Regions from separate parts of the Oryctolagus cuniculus genome. Here region 2 is linked to region 1. Evidence: chromatin contacts called from public Hi-C data. All regions are on one chromosome and are shown on one strand. The core of a region is the stretch at or near the end of the contact, and the rest is flanking DNA. Distances in the headings are between cores, read along the strand shown.

Evidence for each region. Hi-C and Micro-C count contacts between places; a contact is called where the count stands out from the background.
Region 2: a contact with region 1 is called in a Hi-C map of an unstated tissue, with 2.8 times the contacts expected there. The contact joins the promoter of VPS11 here to the promoter of DRC12 in region 1. A contact is called at or near these places in 2 of 6 Hi-C or Micro-C datasets (ear pinna and an unstated tissue).

Annotation. Positions count from the first base shown.
Region 1 is chr1:111,110,922-111,117,659 of mOryCun1.1, forward strand. DRC12 (dynein regulatory complex subunit 12 homolog) reads left to right here and starts at 3,096. Exons shown (of 8, transcript XM_008250507.4): 1 at 3,096-3,157; 2 at 3,243-3,315; 3 at 4,596-4,677; 4 at 5,009-5,074; 5 at 6,108-6,227; 6 at 6,703-6,738. The coding sequence starts at 4,608.
Region 2 is chr1:111,239,259-111,246,163 of mOryCun1.1, forward strand. It overlaps VPS11 (VPS11 core subunit of CORVET and HOPS complexes), which reads right to left and starts at 5,490. Exons shown (of 15, transcript XM_051837700.2): 1 at 5,331-5,490. HYOU1 (hypoxia up-regulated 1) reads left to right here and starts at 5,604. Exons shown (of 26, transcript XM_070079414.1): 1 at 5,604-5,703; 2 at 6,670-6,766. The coding sequence starts at 6,676.

The DNA of each region.
Region 1 (6,738 bases), core at 1,846-4,345:
CGAACTTGGAAAGGAAATGCCCCTCTGACACGACACGGTGCTTGTATCCCATAATCCTTAGCCTCGGGATAATTTCCTTCACCAGCTAAAGGAGACACACACCGTTCCATGGGAAAAGTCCCCACAGGAGGGGCACAGGAACCCACACTGAATTTCAAGGCAGAGGGAGGTGGTTCTGGAGGGAGGATAAATGGAAAACACGTTTCAAGATTAGAAGAAGCCGGCAGCACTGTGGCACAGTGAGCTAAGTTGCCAGCATGCCACTCCTGAGTGCTAAGAGTCCAGGCTGCTCAGCTTCTATCCAGCTTCCTGCTAACGCGCCTCAGAAATCAGTGGAAGGAGGGCCAAGTGCTGGGGTCCATGCACTCACATGGCAGACCTGGATACAGTTCCTGGCTCCCGGCTGTAGCCCGGCCCAGCTCCAACCACTGCGGCCATTTGGGAAGTGAACCAAGGGATAAATATTTTTCTTTCTCCTTCCGACACACTGCCTTTTAAAAAATGATTTATTTATTTACTTTCAAAATCAGAGTTACAGAGAGATCTTCCATCTACTATTTTACTCTCTAGACAACTGAAGCCAGGAGCTTCTTCTGGGTCTCCCACCTGGGTGGCAGGGGTCCAAACACCTGGGCTATCTTCAGCTGCTTTTCCCAGGCCATTAGCAGGCAGCTGGATTGGAAGTGGAGAAGCCAGGACATAAACCGGTGCCCCCATAGGATATTGGCACCGCAGGGGGAGGCTTTACCCACTATGCCATAACACCAGCCCCCCACCCACCCACCCAGTGCCTTTCAAATAAATAAAAATAAAACTTTAAAAAAGTTTTGGGCCGGTGCCATGGCTCACTTGGCTAATCCTCTGCCTGTGGCGCCAGCATCCCATATGGGTGCAGGTTCTAGTCCCGGTTGCTCCTCTTTCAATCCAGCTCTCTGCTGTGGCCCGGGAGGGCAGTGGAGGATGGCCCAAGTGCTTGGGCTCCTGCACCCGCATGGGAGACCAGGAGAAGCACCTGGCTCCTGGCTTTGGATCAGTGATGCGCCGGCCATGGTGGCCATTTGAGGGGTGAACCAACAGAGGGAAGACCTTTCTCTCTCTCTCTCTCTCTGTCTATAACTCTACCTGTCAAAAAAAGAGTTTTTAGATTTATTTATTTATTTATTTGAAAGATAGAGTGCTGCTGTGGCCTGGGAAAGTCCTTGGGTCCCTGCACATGTGTGGGAGACCCAGAAGAAGCTCCTGGCTCCTGGCTTCAGATGGGCACAGCTCTGGCCATTGCAGCCATCTGGGGAATGAACCAGTGGATGGAAGATGGCTCTCTCTCTCTCTTCATCTGCCTCTGTCTCTCTGTAACTCTGCCTTTGAAATAAATAAATCTTAAATAAATAAATAAACTAGAAGAAAGAATAAAACTATTAAAAAACACAATAATGATTTCAAAGGATTATATACTTTTTTAAAGATTTATTTTTATTTATTTGAAAGACAGAGTTACAGAGAGAGGTAGAGACAGAGAGAGAGTGATGGTTCACTCCCCAGATGGTCTCAATGGCCAGAGCTGCACCAATCCGAAGCCAGGTTCCAGGAGCTTATTCCGGGTCTCCCACATGGGTGCAGGAGCCCAAGGACTTGGGCCATCTTCTACTTTCCCAGGCCATAGCAGAGAGCTGGATTGGAAGCGGAGCAGCCAGGACTTGAACCAGCGTCCATATGGGATGCCGGCACTGCAGGCAGGCAGCGGCTTTACCGACTACACCACAACACTGGCCCCCTGACAGTCCCTATTCCTCAGACTCATTTTTCCCAACCACTGTGACTCTAGCGAGATGCTAGGAAGTACCTCAAAAAGGGACTCAGTCCCACACTGCCCAGAGATAATCCAAAATAAAAAACCTTGTGCAGATACTGTGGCGTAGAAGGTTAAGCCACTGCCTGCATGGCGGGCATCCCATATCAGAGTGCTGGTTTGAGTCCCAGCTGCTCCACTTCTAATCCAGATTCCTGCTACTGCGCCTGGGAAGCAGCAGCTGATGGCCCAAGCATTTGGGCCCCTGTCACCCATGTGGGAGACCTGGATGGAGTCTTGGGCTCCTGGCTTCGGCCTGGCTCAGACATGGCTGTGGTTGGCATTTAGGGAGAAAACCAGATGGACGATCTCTGTCTCTCTCTGTATCTGTCGTTCTGCCTTTCAAATAAATGAAATAAATCTATATAAAAAAAAAATTTAGCAGACTTGGGAATACAAGCGAGTCCACTAGAGGGAGCCCCAACCAACTCTATGGTACAGGGAGCCCCTCAAGGTAGTTTCTGAAAATCAACCACCTAAAGGCAATAGATTCAGTGGGTGCAATAAGACAGTCATGTAAATACCCAGTCAAGACCCAGGACCTTCAGAATTTACCAACTCCGTGATGTAAAAGGCAGGAAGCAGGCTAAACCAAGTTAAATAGCTTCCACCTCCAGAGAGGGGGCCTGTGCTGCAGTTTTGGTCCCTAACCAGTGTCCATCCCGCCAAGCCAATACCCCAGAGTCTACGGGTCCTCACTCCTCTGTGTCTCATTTTTCTGGAAGTCTGCCCCAGCACCTGCTCCTGCACCCTGCAGAATGCCTTGCCGAAGGGACGCTTCCGGTTTCAGCACAAGGTCATCTTGCAATAGGATCTCAGGATGTGGATCGTCCAAGACGGCTGCCATCACGCTTTTCCTCCACATCCGCACAACAGTGTTGTCTCAGCCGTGCAAATCTGTCATTTCTGAGTCTCCAAATGACAGCACCTACGTGGAAGTGAATCACAGCTAGTTTGCTCCAAAGCCCTTTCTTTTCAAACTATGCTTAGGATTTGTGGATGAAAGGAGAACTACCTTTCCCAGACCTTGGTCTTTTAGGCATTGTGAGTTGATCTGGCCTATTGCACCTTCTCATGAACTCCATGTTGCTCAGTTGCCTGGGCAACATGCAACCTCCAGAAACCCAACCTTCCAGTTCTCAGTCCAGCCCCCTGAGGAAAATGTGCTGCCTTGGATTGGCTCCCAGGACGCAGGCTCCTCCTCAGGCTCCTAGCTTATTGGGCCTTCTCTCTGTCTCTCCCCACGAGTGGCTCACTCTACAGGGAGACCCAACACAGGCAAGAGAGGGTCTGACAAGTGGTGGAGGTGAGGTAAGGATGAAGGCAAGAGGGAGGGGACAGCTATGGGAATGTATCTTCGCCAAGAGAGCTGAGAGTAACAGCTTTCTGTATGCAGTGTCTTCCCCACTGACCCCAGCCCCGCCTGAGGCTCCAAGGAGACCGGCAACTGAAGCTTCTGGAAAGTAAAGGTTTGTGGGAAATGTAATTAAAAGACAAGCTTATTTTGGTGCAAAAAATTCTTCCAAGTATATTTGAGGGATGTTCAAAAAGCTCATAGAACATGTGTATTGTGAAAAAAAACTGTGGGCCGGTGCCGCGGCTCACTAGGCTAATCCTCCGCCTGCGGCGCCGGCACACCGGGTTCTAGTCCTGGTCGGGGCGCCGGATTCTGTCCCGGTTGCCCCTCTTCCAGGCCAGCTCTCTGCTGTGGCCAGGGAGTGCAGTGGAGGATGGCCCAAGTGCTTGGGCCCTGCACCCCATGGGAGACCAGGATAAGTACCTGGCTCCTGGCTTCGGATCAGCGCGCAGGCTGCAACAACCATTGGGGGGTGAACCAACGGCAAAGGAAGACCTTTCTCTCTGTCTCTCTCTCTCACTGCCCACTCTGCCTGTCAAAAAAAGAAAAAAAAAAAAAGAAAAGAAAAAAGAAAAAAAAAGAAAGAAACTGTGAATGGATTTAACTGTATTTTCTATTAACTTTTTTGTTCTTTTGTTGTTGTTGTTGTTCTCATTTCTCCCTTAATTGTAACTATGTTGAGAGTCAGAGAGAGACCGACAGAAAGACAGACAGAGGCCCCATCTGCTGGTTCACTCCCCCAATTCCCCTAATGGCTGGGACTGGACCTGGCCAAAGCTGGGAGCTGGGAACTCAGTCCAGTTCTCCCAAGGGGGTGGCAAGAATCCACCTGCTTGAATCACCCTGCTACCTCCCCGAGTCTCTGCAGCAGGAAGCAGAAGTCAGGCGCTGCAGCCAGGAGTGCAGCAGGCACTCTGATATGGACTGTGGACGTCTTGACCACTAGACCGAATGCCCAGTCTGTATCCCACGAACTTTCTAAAGTACCATTCGAGTGCCAGTTCAAGTCCTGGCTGCTCCACTTCTGATCCAGTTCCCTGTTAATGTGCCTGGAAGGCGGCAGAGAATGGGCAAGTCCTGGGGCCCCGGCACCCACGTGGGAGATCAGGGGTCCAGACTCCTTACTTCTGCCTGGCCCAACCCTGGCCACTGGGGCCATTTAGGGACTAAATCAGCAGATGGAAGATCTCTCCTTCCACCCCCTGCCCCAACTCTGGCTTTCAACTAAATAAATATTTTTTTGAAATAAATAAATCTTTAAAAAAGAAAGACTTGTGTCTTTAAAACAAGAGAAAGGGGCAGACTTGGAAAGCAGACTTCTGACCCTCCCAAGACTCCTGGTTCAGGATCCCCTTGTCCAGATTTGAAAGCAAGGTCCCCTCCCTCCATCAGGACAGCAAGGAAATGCCACCCAAGACCAAACAGAAAGGCAGGAAAGCCGGCGTGCAGAAGAAGAAAAAGAACCCAGGGCCGGGTGAGTCGTCGTGGGTGGGGGTGGGTGCCCGTTTCTCTGGGTTCTGAAACAGAGACCAAGCAGAGGCCCGCAGCACAGTCCTCGCTGTCCAGATTCCACGGAGCTGAGGAATGGGGGAATGGTCACCCACGCCCTCCCTCGAGACCGCCCAGCTCTGTGCCTCCCCACTGGTCACCCATATGTTGAATGCCTCATCTGTGCTGGGCAGGGAGCACACGGTGCATGCTGAATGGACTCTGCCCGCAGGGAGCCCTCAGAGCTGGCTCAGGACGGAGTCCAGGGCCGGGGGCGGGGGTCATGTAAGCTAAGGCTCTGTCATTTGCCAGGACAGATGTGGAGGCCGAGTCCAAGCACAGACAGCTGGTGCTGGAGACGGAGCTGCTCCGAGACCGGCTGGGTAAGAAGGGTGAGCTATCTGGGACCACAGAAGCAGAGCAGTGGGGGCGCTGCTGTGTCCTGGCGGGACTGGACGTTTGGAGCCACGGTGGAAGCTACGCCAAACCCTAACCATCCCCTAGTGGAACAGGACAGGGAAGGCTGATGAGGGACGCTATTATTTACAGCCAGAACATGGAGGGAGGTTTTACTCCTTAGCAATGAAAAGCTCATGAGATCCTAGGAAAATAAAATGACCCAACAACCTGGAGAGACAGAAAGGGGCGGGCATTGTGGTGACATGGGTTCAGTCACCACCTGCGACACCAGCATCCCACTGGCTGCTCCACTGCCAGTCCAACTCCTGCTAATGTTTCTGGGAAAGCAGCCGGTAATGGTGCAAGTACTGGGGCCCAGCCCCAGCCATAGCAGCCATTTGGGGAGTGAATCAGTGGATGGACAATCTTTCTCTCTCTGTCTCTGTCTCTCTCTCTCTGCCACAGTGCCTTTCAAATAAATAAAATAAATACTTAAAAAGAAAAAAAAAAACAGAAAGAGAAAGAGAAAGAATAAGAGGTGGGGTGCCCTGCCCCCAGGTGTCTTTTATTTTTAAGATTTATTTATTTATTTGAAAGTCAGAGTTACATAGAGAGAGAAGGAGAGAGAGAGAGAGAGAGAGAGAGAGAGAGAGAGGTCTTCCATCCACTGGTTCACTCCCCCAGTTGGCTACAATGGCTGGAGCTGCACTGATCCGAAGCCAGGAGCCAGGAGCTCCTTCCAGGCCTCCCAGGCAGGTGCAGGGGCCCAAGGCATTGGGCCATCTTCCACTGCTTTCCCAGGACATAGCAGAGAGCTGGATCAGAAGTGGAGCAGCCAGGACCTGACTGGTGCCCATATGGGATGCCAGCACTGCAGGCAGTGGCTTTACTCACTATACCACAGCACCTGTTCCAGCTACCACCGGATTTCTAGAGACAGGAAAGGCCATCCAGCCCTCTGGGGCTGATTCAGCGGCCCTCAGCAGGCTCTGAGCAGGGCTCCGGGACCGCTCGCAGCTCTACAGGGGGAAGGGGCCCGTCGAGCCAAGGCTTCTGAAGAAAGGCTGAAGCAGAGGTTGCAAGAGTTGGAGGCTGAACTGGAAGAGGCCCGCAGCGAGGGGAAGGCCGTATATGCAGGTGCGTGGTCGGTTCAGCAGCTGGGCAGGACACAAGGGCCTGGGAGAAGATAAGAGGGGCTTCTGACTGCCGGGCCCGGTCTCAGCCTTCCCTGCGTAGCACAAAGCAGGCAACTCCTGGTGGATGCAAGGAGGCCTCTGGGCTCGCAGGCAGGGACCTTCCAGGGTGCCTGGGGCCAGTGTCAGTGCCAGCTGCACTGGGGGACACAGGACGCAGTCCCAGCCACTGTTTCATTCACTCAGCAGCAGTGAGCGGGCAGATGGGCTGGGGCCCTGATCCTAAGCCGGAGTGGGGAGGCGGCCTGGTGTCCTTCCCTTTCCCCAGGTGTCCAGGGTCTCCCAGCATCCCAGGATCACAGGAACTGAGCAGTTCCTTGGGCTCCTGTCTCCTGGACCACACAGTTCCTTCCCGCCCCCAACTCCTTGCCTTTCTCCATCCCTCCTCCATCCCTGGCCGTCCACCGTCCTCCCTCCAGAGATGAGTCGCCGGTGCAGGGCCCTGCAGGAGCAGA
Region 2 (6,905 bases), core at 4,240-6,739, 130 kb after region 1:
AAAGCAGTAGAAGATGGCCCAAGTCTTTGGGCCCCTGAACCCACATGGGAGACCGGGAGGAAGATCCTGGCTCCTGGCTTTGGATCAGCACAGCTCCAGCCATTGTGACCATCTGGGGAGTGAACCAGTGGAGGGAAGACGTCTCTCTCTCTCTCTCTCTCTCTCTCTCTCTCTCTCTCTACCTCTCTCTGTAACTCTTTCAAATAAACAAAATCATTTTAAAAATTTATCAGTAAAGTTGCCTACTGCAGTTTTATGATCGTGAAAATAAAAGGGGTGGGCATTGTAGAATAGCAGGTTAGGCCTCTGCTTGAGAGGCCCACATCCCATATGGGAGTGCCAGGTGGAGTCCTGGCACCTCCACTTATAATCCAGCAGTTTGCTGATGTGCCCGGGAAGCAGCAGATCATGGCTCAAGCACTTGAGGCCCTCTGCCCACGTGGGAAATCCAGATGGAGTTCCTGGTTTCTGGCTTTGGCCTAGCCCAGCCTTGGCTGTTGCAGCCATTTAGGGAGTGAACCAGCGGATGGGAGATCTCTGTATATATGTATTGCTCCTTCTCTCTTGGTCACTCTTTCCAATAAATAAATCTTTATAAAAATGTAATTTTGGTACACAAATTATTGCACTTGCCTGTGCTACAACCTCATAAATGTAGTCACTGAACATCCTAGAGAGGAAAAGTATAGTTTGGTATTATTTCATCAATAAATTAAGTGAAACATGGTCATGAAATCTTATCTTAAGTAAAGTTTCAGCCGGCGCCGTGGCTCAATAGGCTAATCCTCAACCTTGCGGCGCCGGCACACCGGGTTCTAGTCCCGGTCGGGGCGCCGGATTCTGTCCCGGTTGCCCCTCTTCCAGGCCAGCTCTCTGCTATGGCCAGGGAGTGCAGTGGAGGATGGCCCAGGTGCTTGGGCCCTGCACCCCATGGGAGACCAGGAAAAGCACCTGGATCCTGGCTCCTGCCATCGGATCAGCGCGGTGCGCCGGCTGCAGCGGCGGCCATTGGAGGGTGAACCAATGGCAAAGGAAGACCTTTCTCTCTCTGTCTCTCTCTCTCACTGTCCACTCTGCCTGTCAAAAAAAAAAAAAAAAAAAAAAAAGTAAAGTTTCTCTTGGTCGGGGCGCCGGATTCTGCGGATTCTGTCCTGGTTGCCCCTCTTCCAGGCCAGCTCTCTGCTGTGGCCCAGGAGTACAGTGGAGGATGGCCCAAGTGCTTGGGCCCTGTACCCCATGGGAGACCAGGAGGAAGCACCTGGCTCCTGGCTTCGAATCAGTGCGGTGCACCGGCCACAGTGCGCCAGCCACAGCAGCCATTGGAGGGTGAACCAACGGCAAAGGAAGACCTTTCTCTCTCTCTCTCTCACTGTCCACTCTGCCTGTCAAAAAAAAAAAAAAAAAAAAAAAAGTACAGTTCCAAGTGTGTGTAGAACTAAGCAGGCTTTTTTTTAATGTGCTTTCCCAGGCACACGAGTAGGGAGCTGGATGATAAGCAGAGCAACCAGGACTCAAATAGGCACTCCAATATGGAATGGCAGTATCCTAAGTGCCAGCTTTACCCACTGTGCCACCACAATAGCCCCAGTTCATCTTGTCTTGCTGGAAATGGATTCTCCCCCTATCTAGGGTTGTAGCAAAATGGGGTTTCTTTACCATAAATAATTTTTTTCTCTGACAAAATAATTTAAATTTTTTTACTTGGGTATAACACATGTACAGTGAAGTTACATACTACAGCCCACTGAAATTCCATAAACTCGATCCACCTCTTGCAACCGGAAATGAGAACACTGCCAGTGCCCCAGAAGCCTGCCTCCTGCCCTCCTGTAAACTCCTGGAGCAGAACTATCGTGCCGTCACCACTGTAGCTCAGCTGTATCTGCTTTTACACTTATTTTTTTTTTAATTATGTTTTTTTTCTTGACATGCAGAGTGGACAGTGAGAGAGAGAGAGACAGAGAGAAAGGTCTTCCTTTACCGTTGGTTCACCCTCCAATGGCCGCCACGGCCGGCGCACCGCGCTGATCCGAAGGCAGGAGCCAGGTGCTTCTCCTGGTCTCCCATGGGGTGCAGGGCCCAAGCACTTGGGCCATCCTCCACTGCACTCCCTGGCCACAGCAGAGGGACAGAATCCGGCGCCCCGACCGGGACTAGAACCCAGTGTGCCGGCACCACAAGGCGGAGGATTAGCCTAGTGAGCCACGGCACCGGCTGCTTTTACACTTATATAAGTGAAATCAGACAATACATACTCTGGCTCCTTTCACTCAATGTCATGTGTGTGGACTTCATTTAAGTTTCAACAAGTAAAACAGACCATTTATTCCCACTGAACATAGAATACACAATTCCATTATGTGAATTCACAATTTATTTCTTCATCCAGTTACTGATGGGCATTTGGGTAGTTTTCAGTTTGGACTATTATACATAAAAGTGGCTATCAACAGTCTCTTGGCGACTATGCTTGCATTTATTAGATATAAACCTAAGAATAGGATTGCTGGGTGACAGCTGATTTTTAAAAATTCTCCTGGCCCAAGATGTCCACTTTGATCAACACTGCCTTAAACCCATCACGTAATGTTCGTGGTTTATTATGTATGCATACGCCCTTGTTAATGTGTTCATTTTCAACTTGTTAGTTCAGCAGATGTCCTGCAAGACAGCAACTCCCACCCCTGCCCCGTGGCTTTCTGCACAGCAATGGGGACGGGATGTCGCCCTGAAATGTCAGTAACAAGTTATTCTGGACAAGAACTGTGGAATCCACCTGCCAAGGCCAGCCTAAATCACATGTCTTACATAAAAAATTTCCCATTGTTTTACGGCTCATTCTTGTGAAGCACAATTCTCTCTGGTCAGAGATCAAAACAGGTGTCTCCCCAGAGCACCTGCACCTGCCGCACCTCCCATGGGGATGGCTACCTCATTTGAGAACTGTAGCTGCACTAAAGTGCTCCCACCAACCTATCTTGGGGTTCCGGGGGTGGGAGCTCTATCAGGAACAGGGAAGACTGACTTTGTTAATTTTCTAATCTGCAATTATCTAACATGTCTTTAATAAATAAAAACAGATTTTTAATAACCATTAACATATTTGCTTCCCAATAGATCGCGGACTTCTCTGAGAGCAAGAACAAACTCAAACCATCTCTGGGTTGCCACCCATCTAGCACAGCGCTTGCTTACACAGAAGCCCCGTCAGTGTCACAATGCATAGTCTTTGTTTGAAATGGGTTGAAAGAATCTACTGGATAGCTGGCCAAAAGTGGAGTCAATTATTGAACAGAATCTTCCTCTGTGGAATTGAATTGACAACTCAGATGTTCATGTTGGCCAAACAAACTCCATAGCATGGAATGTTCTACAACAGTAAACAGCAATGAGTCACAGTGACATGGAAAATGCTCCAGGATTTATTATTAGCTAAAGAACAGCAAACAAATGTAACTGCATAACATTTTATGGTTTAAAAAATATAAATGGGGGACACCCTGTGGTGTATTAAGTAAAGCCACCGCCTGTAGTGCTAGCATCCCATATGGGTGCCAGTTTTGAGTCCTGGCTGCTCCACTTCCAATCCAGCTCTCTGCTGTGACCTGGGAAAGCAGTGGAAGATGGCCCCCAAGTCCTTGGGCCCCTGCACCCGCATGGAAGACCCAGAAGAAGCTCCAGGCTCCTGGCTTCAGATCGACCCAGCTCTGGCCATCACAGCCATTTGGAGAGTGAACCAGCAGGTAGAAGAGCTCTCTCTCTCTCTGCCTCTGCCTCTCTGTAACTCTGCCTTTCAAATAAATAAATTAATTTTTTAAAAATCAGTACATGTTTCTTTAAAAAAAAAAAAAAAGAATTATTTTATTTATTTGAAAGTTAGAGAGAGAGGTAGGGCCAGAGAGAGAGGTCTTCCACCTGCTGGTTCACTCCCCAAATGACTGCAACAGCCAGAGCTGAACTATTCCAAAGCCAGGAGCTTCTTCCACGTCTCCCATGTGGGTGCAGGGGCCCAAGCACTTGGGCTATCTTTACTGCTTTCCCAGGCCTTAGCAGAGAGCTGGATCGGAAGAGGAGCTCAAACTGACGCCCATAAGGGATGCCGGCACTGCAGGCTGGGGCTTTAACTCACTGTGCCACAGCACCAGCCCCAGTACATGTTACAAAAGAGACTTACTATTAATGCAGAGGAAAAGGCCTAGAAGGCCACATACCACATTCCACAGTGCTAACTGCAGTCACATTCAGAGTATGGGAGGTTGCAGTTGGTGTTAAGGATTTAGCTGTAGAGAATGGATTTTTCTTCCAAGGTTATTACATTTGTGTATTATTTGTGTAATTGAACTGTTAACATTTTAAATGAAATTTCTCCCAGTTTTTCTAGTATCTGAACACTGAACTATTCCAAAAATAGCTCTCTCCCTGGTTCTGCCAGTAGGTTGATCTTTCAAGCATAGTTACCTGGCTATGTCCACCTAAGCACCATGAAAAATGTAGAGCAAGGAACAGATGAGGATTCCTTAAACAAGCTCGGATTTGACAAAGTGCTGCCCACGGCAGCCAGGACTCTAAAGAAAGTCCTGGCAGACCGATGCAGTGTCGACTTCTCTTATGGGCACTGGTTCCAGTCCCGGCTGCTCCACTTCCTATCCAGCTCCCTGCTAATGCACCTGGGAAAGCCGCAGAGGCTGGCCCAAGTCCCTGGGTCCTCACACCCACATTGGAGGCCTGGAACAAGCTCGGGGGCGCCTGGCTTCGGGCTGGCCCAGCACCAGCCATTGTGGCCATCTGGGGAGTGAACCTCTCTCGGTCTCTGCCCAACTCCGCCATTCTCATAAATAAGTCTGTAAATAAAGCAATAAATCCTGGCATGGGTTGGGTCACATTTTTAAAGAATGCGCCCTCTAAGGGCTGCGAGGCGCTTTAATTCTCCCACAGAAGCAGTTAGAGATGGTGCAGATTTAATGCAACAGAAAAACGGGGGACACGCGTGCTCACCGCACTGTAGCCTCAAATAATAAAAATGCCTTTTGTCTGTAGCGCTTTACAGTTTGGGGTTTTCTTTCGTATACGAGGGGGGTTTAGGGTAAGGAGTCCAGGCCAAGTTCCGCCACTAACACATCGGTTATCCCTGGCCCACCAGCGAAGTCTGATTTATGGCTTGTTTTCTCAACGAAACAGGGAGGCTGGGGCGGACCAAGTCCGCGGCGCAGCCATTCTCAGATGTCCATCCAAACCCGGCCAACAAACGCCTCTTCCGCATGGCCGCGGAGGGGATGCTGGTCACTGCCGGGGCTCCCCAGGGGACCCAGAGGTCCGAGTGCGGGACCGACCTGCTCAGGACTCGCTCCAGGTGCGGGTCATTCCCGAGCCTCGCTGCGATGCACCCAGCGCCGGGGCCGGAAAGGATCCCCTAGGCGCCGCGGGGCCGGCACTGGCGAGGAGGGAGCGGACGCGCCGGCCCGTGACGTGGCCCAATCGGCTGCCGGCGCCGGCGCTCTCACCCCAACTGGCGGACTGGCCCCGCGGCCGCCTCCGGGACACCGCGGGGACGGAGAGGGGGCGGGCCTAGGACGTGGCCCAATGGGAGCGCGCGCCGGGGCGGCGGGGGCGGGGCCGGGCGCAGGGAGCAGGGCCGGGCGGCGGCGGCTCCAATGAGCGCGCGCCGCGTCCGGGGCCGGCTGGTGCGCGAGACGCCGCCGAGAGGTTGGTGGTTAATGTAACAGTTTGCAAACCGAGGGGAGTTGTGAAGGGCGCGGGCTGGGGGGCGCGCTGCCGGTCTCGTGGGTACGTCCGCGCCGCATCTGACCCAGAGCTGGGGCCGCAGGAGCGGAGGCAGGAGGTAGCAGGGGTGGGGATGCAGCCCCGGGGCCGGCCACCTCTTGTAGGGAGGCAGCGTGCTGGCTCCGGGGGCGGGTCGGTACCGGGAGGGAGGGCCGCACGGACGCTGGTGCTCTCGGCCCCGCGCCTCGGGCCCCGCCGCCGGCCTTCGGGCCGCCCCCGCGCGCTGAGGGTGGCCAGGACCCGTTTCCGGGCTTGGGCGCCTCAGCTTGGGTCAGGTGAGGCTCAGGTGGACAGCGGATACTCGATACCCGCCTTGAGAGCAACCTTAGGGCTCCCGGCGCAGCGTCTGTGTGGGCTGCGGGGCCCCGCGAGTGGGATGAGGAAGGGGAGTGGGCGGGAGCCGCAGGGATGCCGAGGAGACGGGCCCCTTCCATCCCAGCCACCCCCAGCGTCATCGCCTTTCAGTTCCCGTGCAGGCCCTGGCCGGCTTTGCTCGCTCGCGGGGAACTCCAGGTGTGGAGAGGTGGTTGAGCCCTGGCCAGGGATCCCCGGCCCCACCCCGGGTGTCTGACAGCCGGGCCCGGTGCTGGGTACACGGTTACTGCCTGGAAGGCTCCGGTCTCCTTCCTTCCGGCCTAATATCTTCTCTCGGGGATGTGATGGAGCCCAGGGCCCATGCTGTTTTGCCTGGGCCTTGGTGTGGACACTGCTGGGGATGCCTGGAGAGTGGTTGGCACTCATCAGGAGGTGGAAAGGGGGTATAAGCTGCTGTGCCCTGGGCGAGAATGGAGTAGGTACGAATCTTACCGTTTCTCTGGTCTGGAAGTGGCTGTGTCTCCATCACTCGGGGCATCCGGTTACCAGTGGTTTTTTTTCCCTCCTCCCCAGGGCATAATGGCAGCCACAGGCAGGAGGCAGAGGCTGAGGAGGCCAGCCTGCTGGGCCTTGATGGCTGTGCTCTTGGCAGACCTGTTGGCACTGAGTGGTACGTACGGGGTCTGAGCCAGTGTCACACGGTGGGAAGGGGGCTCGAGGCGCCTGGTCAGAAGTCTCTTGGGTTGCAGGACCCAGGCTTTCTCCTCTGTCTCTTGCTGTCTTATTCTCTGTGTGGAAAGTGGCGGAGC